2 separate regions of the Acanthopagrus latus genome follow, and region 1 is linked to region 2. Evidence: chromatin contacts called from public Hi-C data. All regions are on one chromosome and are shown on one strand. Each heading gives the region's core, a stretch centred on a gene start, on an enhancer-like site or on the middle of the called end of the contact. The rest is flanking DNA. Distances are from core to core; before and after follow the strand shown.

Evidence for each region. A called contact is a pair of places that touch in the nucleus more often than the background predicts.
Region 1: a Hi-C map of liver shows a contact between it and region 2, with 2.7 times the contacts expected there. The contact joins the promoter of cdkal1 here to the promoter of sox4b in region 2. A contact is called at or near these places in 3 of 4 Hi-C or Micro-C datasets (liver and muscle).

The regions. Positions count from the first base shown.
Region 1 is chr17:13,220,212-13,223,495 of fAcaLat1.1, forward strand. cdkal1 (threonylcarbamoyladenosine tRNA methylthiotransferase) reads right to left here and starts at 1,289. Exons shown (of 15, transcript XM_037074091.1): 1 at 1,099-1,289. LOC119005886 (transcription factor E2F3-like) reads right to left here. Exons shown (of 11, transcript XM_037073963.1): 11 at 2,511-3,284.
Region 2 is chr17:12,901,331-12,904,347 of fAcaLat1.1, forward strand. It overlaps sox4b (transcription factor SOX-4b), which reads right to left and starts at 1,432. Exons shown (of 1, transcript XM_037075629.1): 1 at 1-1,432. The coding sequence starts at 1,047.

The sequences.
Region 1 (3,284 bases), core at 39-2,538, 320 kb after region 2:
TTCTGTCAATGAAATTTGGAGTTCTTCCTGAGGTTCTACCATCTTTTCCCAACTGTTGAGAGGGTTTTCTTTTCAATATGGCAATCGAGGATGTAAGGCCCACTGGGGCAATGTGACTGTGATTTTAGGCTACATAAATAAAACTGATTTGATTAAACTTTTTTTTTTTTTTTTGAACGCTGTGTTTTTAAATTGCCTGCACAGTCAATGAATATGACATGGTTATGCTGCTTAGATTAAAGCACCTGTGTCCATTGTCACACTTGAGATAATTAGATCTTCCATATGTGGAGAAATCCTTCCTTCTTACCAACAGATTTTGGTTAAGAAGTTTTTACACCGTCTCCATTCAGTTAGTGTTTTTTCATTCTTCTAGATTCCACTGCTCTCTCAGAAGTGTAACGCAGATTTCATTATTCAACCGGATTTACCTCTCACTGAAAAATACCACAGGAAAAAAAAGGCTAGTAAGACTAATGAGTTCCAGTGAAAGAAAAACTTGAGTGGAGGCAAGAGACAGTCATGTCAACCGGCAACCAAGCTGCTTAGACGTTTACCCTAAAACGTTTATATGCATTCGAAAAGTTTGCTAGACTTAAGTTAACATACTAAGTTTGCCGTATGAACCTTATATAAGAATCTGTCTCACTTATTAAGATGGCGCGAACTCATAAGAGCTTAATGCCGTTGCTGTTGTTGACAGTAACACTACATTAAAAAGTGATGTCAGCCGTTAGCGCTCGGTAATTAATGTTACGGGTAACACCTGCGTAACTGCGTATTTAACCGTTGAATAAATTTGCTTAATTTAACAGAGTTATGTTAAAGATACATTAACCTACAATACCTCACCATTCTAATATGTTCACCTTTAATCTAACCGAAAATGAAGCTAGGTGTCAAGCATTCCCTTTGACTGACACAAACGATAAAGGCATGTGCAAATGATTGATCTGACATACGTTGCAACCTGTGTTTTATTGGGTAACATAGAGAACCTAGCTATTAGCTTCGCTAGCCTCATTAGCTAACTCTATTACCCACGTGTCGTTTGTATTGGACAGGCAGACACGTCAAGGTAATGTATAAATCCCTTACCTGAGTCGCAGTGGGGTTATTAGTTCGGACAACTGCGAATTCCGAGGAAAGGGTGTTGTAGAAATGTTAAAAAAAAATTCTTCACACCATCAAAACACACACAGCACAACTCTCAATCCGCCATAATTGTGCGTACATACGGTAGGCGAAGAGGGACAAACGAGACTCGCGTGCTCTACACGTCAGGGGAGCGAGTAATGCATCGTTTAACCCCATTTGGACACATTATGATCGACAATATCTGAATAATTCAAAATACAGGCTTGTTTTCTCCTGCTCAATGTTCTTATCTTTCAGCAACAATGGCAACCAATGTGTTAATTTCCTGGTACAGTTTCCCTGTACTGTACTTATTTCCACGGTAGTTCAAAATCACAACCCTTAAATACATCAGAAGCAAACATGTTCATATTTATATTGCCTTTATTCAAATTTTCAATTACAAACACCCAGAGTACAAAAACAAATCCATTTATCCCCCCCCCACCCCCCTTCCCCCAACAAATACATGTCAAATTCCTCATTTAACAGATGTTAAAGAAACTCGTGTAACTGAGCACACATCAAAAATCATCACATTAGTTTACCTTAAACATTCAACAGCACACTGATACTTTCACCCATGCGTTCAAATTGCAAAAAAAAAAAAGTAATGTGATATTACAGCTCTTTTTTTCTGTCATTAGTGGAAACAGGCAGCAATATCATACTTTTACAGTCAATTCTTCCTATCAAATAGTCGGTTTTTTTTTTTTTTTTTACATACCTTTACAGAATATTTATGGATCAGTATATTGTATTTGGTAACAGCTGAAGAATAACCATAAGAAAATAGCAGGAAAAACAGTGCTGTTTCAATTTTGACTATAGTTAACACCACATTTAGCCTAATGACAACTTTCTGTAAGGTCTAATCACACATGAAGGAGCTGTAATTTTAAGAGTCACCCATAATACATTTTCAGACTCACTGGCAATGACACTAGCTTTTGTTGCGGTGCATTAAAATCACATTCCATTAGAAACCTTGGAAATGTACAATCTTTCCAAAAAATCATGTGAGCATTATGTAAAAGCGGATAAAATTTTGTGACCAGATTCTGGTCGCTTGAAATAGATGGAGGAAAATATAATTATCCATGTAAATGGTCTAAGAAAATAGCACAGCTGTAGGTAACGAACCAAATGGGAAAAAATATTGAGCTCGACTTTCCATAAATACATACAAAATACTGTGGAATAAATAGGTCTGTAGGGGAATTGTGTTCTGCATATCCTGGTGAGATTCTGATTCAGTGGTGTACAGATAGCAACGTCTCCTAATGACCAGTAAAGGGAAGATAGGCTTACTGTGAATGACTTACTATGCATGCATTGTTAAATGTGTGCTACTTTTTAGATCGAAGAGATACTCGGCATTTAACAAAAAAAAAAAAAAAAAAATGAAAAGAAACTAAATAACTTATGGAAAATATCAAAACAAAAGAAAAATATTGCAATTATTTGTCCACTTTTCTATCCATCAAATGTGCACCCACTTTTCAAATTCAAGATGCATGAGACTGGTTTAAGAGCAAAGGCATACTCATTAATGTTTCAGGGCATGAGGGGAATCCAGCACACATCAAAAAAGAAAAAGTGCGATGTAAGATCCAACATCACAACGAAATAATACGAGAGTAATTTCTATGACAAAAGGGAACTTCAAAGACTCATACACACTATGGCATTTACCTCTATGCCCCTATGACTATTGTCCAACATTAAGTGGGAGGTAGCCTACAGTACCTTGTGCACTGAAAAAATTAGAAAACTGTACATCAATTTACACATGGCAGGCTTACTCTTTAGCAAGCTTCATCTTTGACATAACTCACACATGCTGCACACGCAATTACTCCAAGCGCACATCAGGTCGGGGGGGGGAAGTTAACACTAACAGCAGCAATATTACCTGCAGCCGCAGGTTCCTCTTGTTTACAAGCCCAGGTTTCAGACACAATAGTTGCTTTTCATTATCATCAGGGATGTAAATCAAACAGAAGAAGCTATGAATTGAGCAAAGCAATGGGGCTCCCAAGACCTAGCAGAAAAACTAAATCCCATCCTTCTTGCTCTTAGTTCAAGTCCTGTATCTGGGTTTTCTTGACTAACAACCGTCAGATTCAGAGGCCCTGGACGTGAAC
Region 2 (3,017 bases), core at 182-2,681:
GTTGATGTCGAGCAAGTCGTCCTCGAACTCTTCGTCCTCCGAGGAAGAGGAGGAGGACGAGTGGGACGAGGCGGAGGAGTGGGAGCCGGAGGGGGTCGGGGAGGAAGCCCGCCGACTGCTGTATGTGTGCCCGCCGTGGCGCGCCGAGGACCCGGCCGGGCTGCTGCTGCTGCCGGGGGAGTCTGCGCCGTCCTCCCTGCCGCTGGCCGCGTCATCGTACAGGCTGAGCGGGTCGCTGGAGTCCGCCGAGCTGCTGAGCGTCGGGCTGGCCGGGACCACGACGGAGGACGCGGGGCTGACGCTCAAGTTGGCCCCGCTGCTCCCGAAGACGTACACCCGCTTGGGCTTCTTGCCATCCGGTATCTGCTTGGCCGCTGAAGAGACGGACTTCGACTTGTAGAGGGAGGTGTGGTGGTGCTCTGACGGGTGCTCAGAGGCAAACGGTGATGCTTTGGTGCTACTGCTGCTGCTCCCGAAAAGTGATTTGTGGGGTCTGCTGCTGCTGGGTGATTTGGATCCACTCTTCCTCGAAGACGAGGACGTCTTAGTGCTGGTGTTGTTGGAGCTACCGCTGAGTTTCTCCGCCTTGTCCCCGCTGCCGGGCTTAGAGGCGCTCGATTTTACCTTCTTCCTCGGCCGGTACTTGTAGTCGGGGTAGTCCGCCATGTGCTTGAGCCTGAGCCGCTCCGCCTCTCTGATGAAGGGGATCTTGTCGCTGTCTCTGAGCAGCTTCCACCGCTTCCCCAGCCTCTTGGAGATCTCCGCGTTGTGCATGTCCGGGGACTGCTCCATGATCTTCCTCCTCTCGATCTGCGACCACACCATGAACGCGTTCATGGGTCTCTTGATGTGGCCGCTGGGAGTCTTACACCATGCCGGGTTCTCCCCGAGCTTGTCCCCGGCGGTGGAGGAAGCCGTGGAGCCAGGTGAGAGAGGCGAGGCGGCCGGGTCCAGGTCCATGCACGCCCCGGAGTCGGAGCTCGAGTCCCCGGCGAAAAAGGACAGCGCCTCGGCGGTGCTCTCCGTGTGGCTCATTTTCTGCACCATGCTGCCCGCTTACAGAGGGGGGGAGAGCGGTGTACTTGCTCTGTCTCTCTCCCTCTCTCTCTCCTTGGTCCTCCGATTCACTTTAAAGCAAACTCAGCTCTTTTTTCCTCCTCTCTCCCTCTTCGCAGTTGGGAGCCGAGTAAAAGAAAAAAAAAAAATAAACAGAGAAAAAGCGCAAGAAATAGTCACTCCTGAGATGTGCGGCAAAGTCTCGTAACAGTTCAGTCCAGTGTAGCCTTAAGAAGGCTAGTAGTTTAAAAAAAAAAAAAAAAGTTTAATTTCCAGTTTCTGTAGGTGTTGAAACAGCTCAGACAGCACAGCCCACTCTCCACTCAGTACCCTGCTATCTCTCTCTGTGTGTCTCTTCCTTCTGTGTTAGGAAATCAATTCAGCCGTGTGGTGACTGAACACAGTCTATGCAGCTGCAGAGCGCAGACTGAGTGCCACACTGAGCACCCGGCCACTCACAAAGGGCTCCCAAGTACAGTGTGTCAGGTAAGTGCTTTTCTCTGCATCAGCCCTGTCCTCTCTCCTAGAAACAAAAGCCATGCATGCTGGGGAAGGAGAGGGGGAAAAAATAGAAAAAAAAAAAAACCTAGAGCGAGTTACACTGTGCGCCCTTCCATCGGCAGACCTGCAGTCGAGTTTCAAGCAGCCCTCCAGACCCGGCCCCCCTTGCTTGCATTTATTCCTTCTCGGAGATACAACGGCGATAAAAATCCACCAATGGCGCGCTGTCGCTACCCTGCCTCTGTGCCAGACTCACGCCCCCTCGCTGCTGATTGGCCGAAAATCGAATCTAATAATAATCAGCGCGTGCAATGAGGAGCCTCGTGTCTGACCTCATTCCAGAATACAACAAGAAACTTCAATTTTTTTTAAAGAGACACTGGCTTATGTTATGGGACCCCCTTTTTTCTCCTCGCTCACCACCGGCCCATGTGTGTGCCATTAACATATAACCATATAGGAAGCGCAGCGCACTTTACCATATGGAAACTTTAAACAGTGAGTACAGTTTGTACCAGTTGCCCGGGTAATAGTGAGTAGCCCCCCCCATGCAGACTGTGTTAGTGAATGGTGAGCACCTTTATTACTGAACACAGAGCCAGGACACTTGGCAGCGCAGTGCAGCTCACGTAGTTACGCGTTACCTAATGTTTACAGTGTAGTGTTTTATTTAAAAAAGTGACCGCTTATAGAAAAAAGGGGGAGACCTTTTACTAATTGATATAAGTGTTAACTGTCCTTAATTGGCGGCTTGTTTGCCCACAGGTGGTCGCTGACCGAGGTCTTAAATCATCCGGCACGTCGTTAAACAAGACCACGCTCAACAGTTGCGCGCTTCACAAACAGGGAAATGTCTCTTGGACACATCATGATCGTTAAGCTGGTGTGAGAAAAGACTCCAAGCCAAGCTGTATATGCTCCACGCTTTCACCTCTCTCTCCTTGTCTCTCTCTCTTCCTCTCTCTCTCTTCCTCTCTCTCTCTCCCTCTCTCTCCGAGGCGGGGTTGGGCGGTCTTTTGTCACATAACACACATCGAACCAGCCCCTCTCCTGCACACACCAGACGGGGAAAGAGCGTGGAAGGCAAAGAAGCAGGCGGGCGATGTGTGCAAACTGCCTGTGCGAGCACACATACCCGCACACCTTGCCCTAAACTGACACCGAGGTGCAGTTTCTTTTCCGGTGTAAGGACACAAACAGGAGCGAGCGACAGAAAAAACTGAATAAATAAAAACGCATGGCACCGCGCTTTTTACGCAGACGGTATCCCTTTTACGCGCGGAGGAAACTATATCTAGATCACAACAAAACAAGATAATAGTTGTGTATGAAATAACCGATGACCATAATTAACCACAGTATCGCCTGCTATATAAAAAATGAGTGATTTTTCGCTCTTATAAAGGCACAGTAAAATCGTAAGGGGGTCTTTACACTATTCTAATAATTTCGAAATCTTA